2 separate regions of the Cricetulus griseus genome follow, and region 1 is linked to region 2. Evidence: chromatin contacts called from public Hi-C data. All regions are on one chromosome and are shown on one strand. The core of a region is the stretch at or near the end of the contact, and the rest is flanking DNA. Distances in the headings are between cores, read along the strand shown. Region 1 holds the start of Znf281 (zinc finger protein 281). Region 2 has its middle 48 kb from the start of Znf281.

Region 1 (5,171 bases), core at 1,956-4,455, 48 kb after region 2:
TTAAAAATCATAATACAAACAGCTAAAATCACACTAACAAAATAAACTAAATATGAAAAGTTGCATTGAAAGGGCATTACATTATTCTTAATAGGATCGTGTAGAAACATTCCAATGGCAGTGTTCTCAAAATAAAAGAAAATTACATTAGAAGACTCCCAGCCTGGTCACTCTTGAGACCTTACCTGTAACTCTGGCTGGTGGGTGTCTTTACTCTTGTACTACATGGCTCACTTACATCAGACATCATATTTGTATACCCTGAGAAATCTGACACTGAAGTCCTTACTCTATGGTCCACTTCTCCATTAGAGTTAGTGATAAAGGTCATTGGCACCCTGCTGCCCGACTTAAACTGAGAACCGAATGCTTGTGCAAAGTTCTCAATCTGGTACGTTGTTCTAGGCTCTATGTCTTTCTGAGGATCGATCTGGCTAGCTAACTCCTGAGATGGAATCTGAAAGCTTGTTGAGGACTCTAAATTTTTCTGTTGTTCCTTCTGGCTAGTCAATTTCTGAGATGTGGACTGGAAGGCTGACGATGTCTCTAAGTTCTTCTGAGAATCTATCAGATCATCCAGCTCCTGGGAAGGTGTCAACTGCTGATGTGTAGCATCCAAAGCAGATAAATAAAGACCTGGTTGAGATCCAAACAACATCCCAAAAGGAGGCTTTGGCAATGAAGATGGCAACACTGAGGTAACAGATTGGCCAAAACCACACTCCAAAGGAGATGTAGTGTATATCTGTTTTTCTGGAAACAAAGTGTGGTTGTGGAGAGGTGAAGACAAACTGACAAACTGGAAACCGTGTCCAAGAGTAAAACCTGCGTTAGTGGATTTTTCAAAAGCCTGTTGGAGGTATTTGGAGTATTCTTGTAACATGCTTGTTTTATCATTTGAAGGTGTTTGGGTGCCTGGGCTCAAATTTTCTTCTTGAACCAATTCTGAGTGTTCTGAGGCGTGTAAATCCACTCGTGGTTCTGTCAAATTGAAAGGATCCTCCTTCTGCGTTTCTGATTTGCTGGAGTACTGATCCAAAATACTTTGTAAGACCTCGTCAGGAATTCCAGACTTGTCGTGACAAGACTTAATTTCAGCATTTAGAGTTGAGGAGTCAATAAGTGACAATGGCGCCTCATTGTCCAAAACACTGACACCTGCAGACTGAATGACTGACTGTTGGGAGACCATGTGTCCTACATTTATAGAAAAGGCACTGTTGCTGCTGGCAGTTGGTAAGTATCTTCTCTTCTTTGAAAACTGCATGGCATCGTCATAATTACTACTTATCTGACCTTGTTTGCCACTTGTACTTTGGAGAAGACCAATGGTCTCCACACTATTATTTGATACTATGCCAAGTGAGCCACTTGGTTTACCAGACAAGGACTTCTGCCCAACTACATCTGGTAATGGTGACACAAAATTAAGGTAGCTTTTATCTGTATTCTTTCTGCTGCCCTTCTTAAAGATCAATTTTGGCACCCTTTTCTGTAGTTCATCTATTCCAGTGCCAATTATGCCTCCACTGGTAGACACAGTAGGCATTTCAACTGAGTAACTCTGCATGTTTATATTGTTTGACATTTGTGATTCATTTGTTTTGCCAGTCTTGTGTTCCTTATTTTCAATAGCTATGCTTTTTGACTTCGATTTTCTCCTTGAAGAACTTGTATTTCCCTGAGACAACACAGCCAGATTACCCATATTATTATGGTTTGATGACCCAGGTTCTGCACTAGCGGCTCCTTTTGCTATGGCTTCACCACATGTGCGCCTGTGCTTCAACAATCTGTCAGTCCTGGAAAAATACTGTTGGCAAGTGTCACACTTATATGGCTTTTCTCCACTATGTGTCCTCTTGTGTCTCTCCATATGGTACTTCTGAATAAACTTCATGCTGCACTGATCACATCCAAAGGGTTTCTCTCGACTGTGAATTTTCTCGTGTCTCTGCAGCAGGTACTTCTGAATGAAACCCATACTACACTGGCTGCACTGGAAAGGTCTTTCTCCTGTGTGAATGAGGACATGTCTCCGCAGGTGATAGGAGCTCCGGAAAGCAGCACTACAGTGATCACAGATATGAGGTTTCTGACTTGGGGAGAGGACGGCACCTTCTCCATCTCCAACCAAAGGTTTGGAAGATGCACTTGGCTTCCTCTTGGCTTTGATTCCCTGAGATTCTGGCTTTGGCCTCTTTGCCTTTTTGACGTTAGTGTCCTGCTTTGGCTCCTCGTTGCCATGGTCATCAGTCCTGCTACCGCTGCTCAGTAATACATCACGGTGGTGCTGGGCTGGTTGCTGCTGGACATGCTGGTGGAGAATACTGAGGTCTTGGATGACGCCGTGGCTCCCCGCTTCCCCGCCTCCTAGGCCTGGTGATCTCTCTTCGGCCCCGGCGAACAGCCCCCCATAGTGGTGGTGGTGATGGTGGTGGTGGGACTGCTGCTCCTCGGGATCCGCAGGTTTCTCCTGTTTGATGCTCACCAAGGACTGCAAGAATCCCCAGGAGGTCCTCTGCGAAGGGAAGGCCGCGGCTGACGCCGCCGGCTCCTTCTTGAAAGTCATGTCCGGGGCTGGCGGAGGGGGGGGCTCTGCGGCCGGGGCTGCGGAGGTAGAGGAGGATAACACGCACTGCGGGGGAGGGGCGGTCGTCCCCGCCGGCCGGGTGAAGCTGGTGACCGGGGGGAGCCGGTGGTTGAACATAACCATACCCTGGGGAAAGGTGTGCTCCATCTCGGCTCTCCTGGCGCCGCCGGAGCTGCCGCCGGAGCCGCTACCACCGCTACTGCCGGGACCGCCGCCGCCGCTGAGGAACCCGCTGCCGATTTTCATACCCCGGAGGAGGCCTGGCTGCGGAGAGGAGGGAGAGGAGGGAAGAGGGGGAACGGCGGTAGGGCCGGGCCCCGGGCCGGGACCACACCAGCAGCGTTTGGGACCCGCCGCGCCGCCGCCCCCGCACCGCGCCGGCGCCCGTCCGCAGCCCCGCCGCCTCCGGCCCTGCGCGCTCGGCCCCGAGGCCTCCCTGGCCGCCCCCGCGCCCGCCCCGGCCCGCCGGCCACACTTACGGGTTCCGCCGCCGCCGCAGCCGCCGTCGCCTCCAGTTAATAAAAATAACGCCGTCCTCTCCACAATGGAATTAAAAGCCTCCCCGCTTCTGCGCAGCCGCGGCGCGGTGTCTGCCGGGAACTCCTCGACCGGACCAGAGGAGAGCGCTGCGGGCTCAGTGCGCCTGCGCCGCAGTTTCCGCCTGGCCCGCCTGTCAATCAAGGGGGCGGTTGGGCGGAGCTGCTGGGGGCTGGGCAGGAGGGGCGGGGACTTAGAGCCCGGCTGCGGAGGGGCTTCCGCAGCGAGGGGACGTGATTGGTGGCTGCGTCGAGCAGCAGAGAGTGGCTGAGGGTTTCTGGGGAAAAGACGCTCGGGAGGTGGAACCCGAGGGGCGGGAAGTCGGGGGACGCCGGGAGAGCGTGTGGCAGCGTGGCGTGGGAGCCGCAGAGAAAGGGGTTGGGGAGGGTGGAGAACCCGAGGACTGAACTTTGGCGTTTTCTATGCTTTAGGGCTTGCGATCTAGGCATGGAGTCAAAATCAAACCTAGACATGGACTCCTTGAGGCACCTGTGATTCTGTCTGAAAGCATTAAACTCGTCATAGCATTATTACAGAACCTGTTCCTCGTTAGTCCTTCCTTTCAGCCGGGGACAGTAGTAATAACGCGTGCCTTTGCATTTACTGGAGGAGTCTTTGAGACCGCCATAGAGGTACCGTTGGAAAAAATTGTCTCACTGCCAACCTACCTCAAGGCTACAGCAAAGGGAAACCACGTGTAATCCCAGGTGCAGCCGTCCTGTAAAACACGCCCACACATACTTCATCATCAGATGGTATTTAAATGCCACATACTTTCCAGTCGTCTGAGTTTGCTTGTCACGTTGGTTGCTCTCTAGCCTCCTTTGTAAAATATTTGCTATCGTTATTTTCTATGCTAGGATACATACCCCATCCTCCTCACCCTTTCAATAGGGAATGCCTAGAGACTCATGCAAAATTGCCCATTATTTAATTGGAGTAAAAATTTGAAATTAAAGTTCTACCAACAAACTGGGTTTTGGTGGTGTATGCCTTTAATCCCAGCACTCGGGAGGAAGAGTCAGGAGCTCTGTGAGTTCGAGGCCAGCCTGGTCTACAGTGGGAGTTCCAGGACAGCGAAACCCTGTCTTCAAAAACAAAAATAACAAAAAAGTTCTTCAAACAAAACCAAGTAAGTAATGTATAAATAATGTACCTAATAAGTATAAAAGGCACTCACTTTCACAGTGGGCATGAAAAATCTAAAGCAACAGCAACTTTCTTAGGAGTAATTTATACATCAATGACTTTTTTTTTTTTCCCCCAGAGGCAGGGTTTACTGGAATTCACTCTGTAGACCAGGCTGGCCTCGAGCTCACAAAGATCCACCTGCCTCTGTTTCCCGTGTGCTGGGATCAAAGGCGTGCACCACCACCGCCCAGCCGCCCTTCGCTGACATTTTTAATCAAATGACCTGCACAGTAGTTGTTTACATAGTGTGTTTTCTTAAATTGCATGTCCGTTTTCTCATAATGTTTTTCTAAATGGCTTCTAGTAATTAAATAACTTCCTGAGAAATTTCACAATTAAAACCATGAAGATTATTATTTAGGAATGAACACAGGCCTCTCTGAGTCTGCCTGGAAAAGTTAAAAACTGTGTTCTCTGAGTAGTTTGAGGAGGCATTGTACCTTTCTAATCCTATGCAACTACATTTAAGTATTTCCTAAAACTGTCAAGTATAGCTAAGTGTTAAACACTGAAAATTCAAAAACTTCAGGCAGTACTAAAATATTAGTCAATGCCAGTGAGAAATGAGGCTGTCCCTTTATTCTGGGTGTCAGTGTTTAATGGTAAGCTGGGATTCATATAAGCTAGTCCAAGCATGAAGGGCAGTAGGACACGCATATGAAAAGCCAACTTTGTCCCTCAGTTATCAAGATAAGAAACCTGTCATTTCTCTCATTCACTCTGTCAGCCTTGAGCTACTCCAAGCAGACTTACCTCTGTGTTGTACACCCCATATATCAGAAAGATGAAGAGAGCCTGTAAAATAAAATGGAGGGGGAAAGCTGTTAGCGCTAATCATTCCAGCAGTGGA
Region 2 (5,124 bases), core at 1,292-3,791:
GAGAATTGTACCATTAACCAAACAGAACAAAAGTGAAAGTGAAATTATTACATTTTTCTCTGAGACCACAAGGCCTGCACACAGCAAATCTGGGGTCACGATCATGGATCCGAGTCTTCTGCTGTGCTCCCGAAGTCTCTGACTCACTGCGATCTTGGGTAATAATTCTCCCAGACTCCCTACACCTCATTTCCTATTTTTGCAACATGGAAAATAAGTTTGTCCTTTATCTTCTGAGAGAGGAGGGTGTCGGGAAAAGAGATGACACACAAATGCCTTTGGAACGCTTTACCGGCTGTGGTTCCGAAGGCTTGCTCAGCTGCACTGGTTATTTTGATGCCCAGCCTCCTTCCAGGTCCAAAATATTCTCGAATGTGCTCAAATTTAGCACTGGTGATAAGAGCATGTTGTGCTGGAGTGCACTCCAGGGCCATGCAGAGCAGTACTTCTTAACAATGTGTAATTCCCATTCCCTTGGTAAGTATTAAAAGCCTCACCCCTGGAGTTCGAGGCCAGCCTGGTCTATATAGCGAGTTTCAGGCCAGGCAGGGCTCCATAGCAGGACCCTGTCTCAAAAACCAAAAATACGGCCCCCCCCCAAAAAAAAGCCTCACCCCTTACCAGGTGGTGGCACACACCTCTAATCCCTCCATTTGGGAGACAGAGGCAGGTGGATCTCTCTGAGTTCAATGCCAGCCTGCTCTACAAAGCTAATTCCAGTACAGCCAGGGTTATGTAGTAAAACCCTGTCTTAGCAAGAAAACAAAACAAAACAAAACCCTCACCCCTGTTATAAATTTTGTATTATAAAAACAGGGGTTAATGTTTTCCATTTTCAAAGTATATGACTTTATAACATATGCATTTGTTTTTTATTTATCTATTTCATGTGCATTCATGTTTACCTGTATGTATGTCTGTGTGAGGGTGTTGGATTCACAGGAACGTCAATTACAGGCAGTTTTGAGCTGCCATGTGAGCGCTGGGAATTGAACCTGGGTCCTCTGGAAGAGCAGCCAGGGCTCTTAACCTCCAGCCCACAAATACACTTTTTATTTATAACAAATAAGTGGAGGCCTGCGAGAAGGTTGAGCAGATAAAGCACCTGTAATATAATTTGAAATTATGCTTGACTCTTTTCTGATGACAGTTGTGGGTATAGTTAATATTTCTAAGGTTTGTCACCTTTCATGAATAAAGTTTATACTGCACTGCAGTTAGAGGTCAAAGAAAATATAACCTTTTCCCTCCGGAGTCCCCAGGATCCCAAACATTCAACCAAAGACAACATCTACAGAAACCTGGATAAGGGCAGCTGTTTAGAGGGACTGGGTCCATTTATCTTTATGTTCGCAGCAAAGGGCTTAATACATCGCAGCTGTTCCTGGGTATCTGCATGGGGCTGGTTCCAGGACCCCCAAGGAAGCCAAGTCAATGGGAGCTCAAATCCCTTGTATAAAGTGACTCAGTATTTTACTGAAACCAGCACCCACCCTCCTGGGCACTTTAAGTCATATCTCATTTATTTATAAATCCTCATACAATGTAAAGATCTCCACAGTTATTCAAGTTATTTGTGATAAAGGTGAAGAGTCTATATATGGTAAGTATGTGAGTCTGACTATATTTTTAAACTTTGTTTGCCAAATCTGTGTGTGAAACCTGCAGGTAAGAAAGACCTGATATTATAACACTAAATATGAGCCCAGAACCAAAGGCAAAGACTTTTCTTCTTTGAGGAGCTCACACCAAAGCAGACCTTGGAAAGTGGCTCACTAAGGATGGAAGGTCTGCAGACATATCTATGTAGAAACACATCCCTCCCTGGCCCTGTAATAACAGTTAGTTCCCCAAAGTGTTAGCATAAAAACTTAACCAGAATCACACACACACCCTGAGGACATTTAGAGGAGAGTCGTTCCCTCACAACTCCCTTGCCATGTGCAATGGGATCTTGAAAAGGGCAGCGCATGTCTCTAAATACGTAAGAAATGTAAAAAGTCATCTTTTCATAGTCTTTAGCTTCCCACTGCAGCAGTGACTAATGCAAGATGTTTCAGTCTCTCTTACTATTACCAAATACTTCCCTTCTTCTCCTTTTGTTGCTTCAGTTCTGGTCGATAGAATTTCCTAAGACTGTAAAAATAAAGAAATAAATGAGAGCAAGTTGGAGTAACAGTGCAGCATCTCTGGAGAACGGGCCTTGCTCTCTGTGACTTTCCCAGCTCCTTCCAGGGCACACCGGACACCATCTATACCTGAACCCGGCAGCTCTGCACACACCCAAACCCTTTTGCATTCCACAGCAGCCAGAATGAGGCAGCTCCTCCACCTTCCACTGTCTGCCTGACTTCAGATTTGAAATGGATTGGTTCATAACTTCCAGCATCATCCTCAAGAATAAACGCCAGGAAAAAATATTTTACCTTAAAAGCGCTTCTCAGTACTACCCAGGAAATTTAGGAGCCACGCTCACACACCACCGGCCAGTCAGACTCTCAAGAATGTTGAGCAAGTTGTTGGCCCACCCCCAGCCCCATCCTGTCTGAGGTTTAAACATCTGCAACATAAGAAATGAGCTATGCAGAAATAAGCAGTTTTGGAAACTGTGTGTCAGAAAATAGTGGCTCACTGCCTGTCTGAGGCATTCCTGTAAAATTCCTACAGAAGTACTGAGCAAAATCCCCAGCTTGCTGGGACACAAGGGCCACAGCTTTGCAGGAAAGGAAGGGAGGGAATAGGTGTCCCTGAGCCTTCCCGACGGGGAGCTTGACAGAACACTTTGCACACTTTAGAAATGGGCATTTTCTTCCACCTTCACTCTCCTGCAGCAGCTTTCTCACCTTCAAACTGCAAACATGTTCACATCATGATCAGCGTAGCAGCAACTCCCTTTATACCACTTCCTGGAGTTACCAAACGGCCTGCCCTTTGTCTTTCTGTTCTAACTTCCTAAGACAGTGGTCCCCAGTCAGGGTCTTCCTGTCCTGCTCCAGAGATGGGTGCTTTGGTCTTTTTTTATTGGGATTTAATCCAGTACTAAGGAGGCAGAGGCAAAGATAGAGGCAGGAGGATCTCTGGGTTTAAGGGTATACTAATCTACATGGTGAGTTCCAGGCCAGCCAGTCCTATACAGTGAGACCCTGTCTCCAATACATAGAAGCCCCAGTTTGCTGGGACAGAAGGACCACAGTTCTGCAGGAAAGAACAGGAATAGGTGTCCCTGCTGGGGCCTAGAGGCATAGTCTAGTTGGCCGTCTAGCATGCATAAAGCCCTGAATCCAATCCCCAGTACCTGATAAACCAGGTGTGGGTGCACGCCTGCAATCCCAGTACATGAAGGTGGACACAGGAGGTTCAGAAGTTCAAGGTCACCTTCTGCTACACAGTGAATTCCAGGCCATCTGGGGCTACAGGAGACTTTGTCTCAAAAGACACATGGATAGACAGACAGACAGACAAACAACAGCCAGCCCTGTGGCACACACTTTCAATTCCAGCACTCAGACACAGAAGCAGGAAGATCTCTGAATTCAAGTTCAGTCTAGTATACAGAGTGAGTTCCAGGCCAGGGCTACACAGAGAAACCCTGTCTTGAAGAGAGAGAGGAAAAAAAAAAAAAAGACAGATGCAACAAGACACACCTGCCATCTCAGCACTCCTAGGGTAAGATGGCAGACTACACAGAATTGTTCAGCTAGCCTGGGGTTTGCAGCATGGCAGAAAGAAGAGGGACCCTGTCTCTATACGATGGAAAGAGAAAACTAGTTCCTGAAGTGGTCCTCTGACTTCCACAGGTAAGTCACAACAAGTGCATGCTCACACTCACAAACACCACATGCATATACACATACATGCTAATAATAAATTAAAAATTAAAATCCTATAAAGGGTATTTCATGGGTAATCTTTTCACTAATATTGTCCACGGTTGTATGCCATCTTAGCAATCAGGAAGTAAAGAGAGGAGGCTAGAGAGTTACTCAGCCATCAGCCTGGGATACACAGCAACACTCCAAAAACCAAAACCATAATTGTAACAAAACCAAAACTACCAGCTATCAACATGAATAAAATTTTACAATAAAAGCCAGGTGTAGCAGCTCGTGCCAAAAATTCAGGTCGAAGCAGGAGCCTCACCACTAGCTCAAGGCCACTTGGGGTTACATAGTGAGTTTCAGGCGACCCTAAACCTCAGAGTAAGACCCTAGGTCAAAAGACAAAAACAGGGGTCTTGAGAGCTGGCTCAGCGGTTAAGAGCACTGACTGCTCTTCCAGAGGACCTGGGTTCAATTCCCAGCACCCACATGGTGAATCACAACTAGCTGCAGTATAGTTCCAGGGGATCTGACACCCTCTTCGGGCCTCCACGGGTACCAGGCATGCACATTGTTCACAGACATGCACCGACACACATAAAATTAAATAATAAAAATAAAATTTAAAAGACTTTGGGCCTGGAGAGATGACCTAGAGGTTAGGAACACTTGCTGCTCTTGCAGAAGACAGAGATTGGACTCCCAGCACCCATCCATAACCTCAGTTCCAGGGGATCAAGTAAGCCCAAATGTACATGTGGTGTACATACATGCAAATGAGGGCTAGCCATTCATAGCCATAAAAAATAAATCAACTAAAATAATTTTTAAATTTCCTGTAACCATGACAATGGAGATCTGAGAATTGCTTCCCTCACCAGAACTGAGGATTTAATTACTTCAGCTACTTGACCCTCGCTCCAGACCTCATCTACCCAACCTCTGACCTGTAGCCCTAGGCATGCTGAGTCTCCCAGCAAGTCACCATCCCGGCTAACCTCCAGCCTAAAAGCCACAGAACCACCCTAACAGTTCCTTCTCCTGTGAGAAGGAACGAGTCAGAACTTTCCAGGAAAATAAACCATGGAGTCCAGGGAAGAAGTGTCAGGCCCCCAAGAGACAGAGCAGTTGGGAGTTAAAATGACAGATACTAAAGTGAGACAGAATGCCTGGGTTAAAGGCAGCTTCTATAGAACATTGCTTAGTTTTTGTTTTGTTTTGGTTTTTTGTTTTGTTTTGAGACAGTGCCTCACTCTGTAGCCCTGAAACTCGCTATGCAGTCCAGTCTGGCCTCAAACTCACAGAG

The links. Hi-C and Micro-C count contacts between places; a contact is called where the count stands out from the background.
Region 1: a Hi-C map of the CHO-K1 cell line shows a contact between it and region 2, with 1.9 times the contacts expected there. The contact joins the promoter of Znf281 here to the enhancer-like site in region 2. A contact is called at or near these places in 2 of 8 Hi-C or Micro-C datasets (both in the CHO-K1 cell line).

What each region holds. Positions count from the first base shown.
Region 1 is chr5:52,632,123-52,637,293 of CriGri-PICRH-1.0, forward strand. It overlaps Znf281 (zinc finger protein 281), which reads right to left and starts at 3,206. Exons shown (of 2, transcript XM_027417473.2): 1 at 3,073-3,206; 2 at 1-2,853. The coding sequence starts at 2,839. The coding sequence ends at 182.
Region 2 is chr5:52,585,255-52,590,378 of CriGri-PICRH-1.0, forward strand. No RefSeq gene overlaps it. Among named protein-coding and RNA genes, the nearest start is that of Znf281, 48 kb to the right of the region's middle. Within about 2 kb of position 2,542, at least 2 of the 6 cell types and tissues checked have open chromatin away from gene starts, as enhancers often do. A contact at or near this core is called in the CHO-K1 cell line, where this site is marked.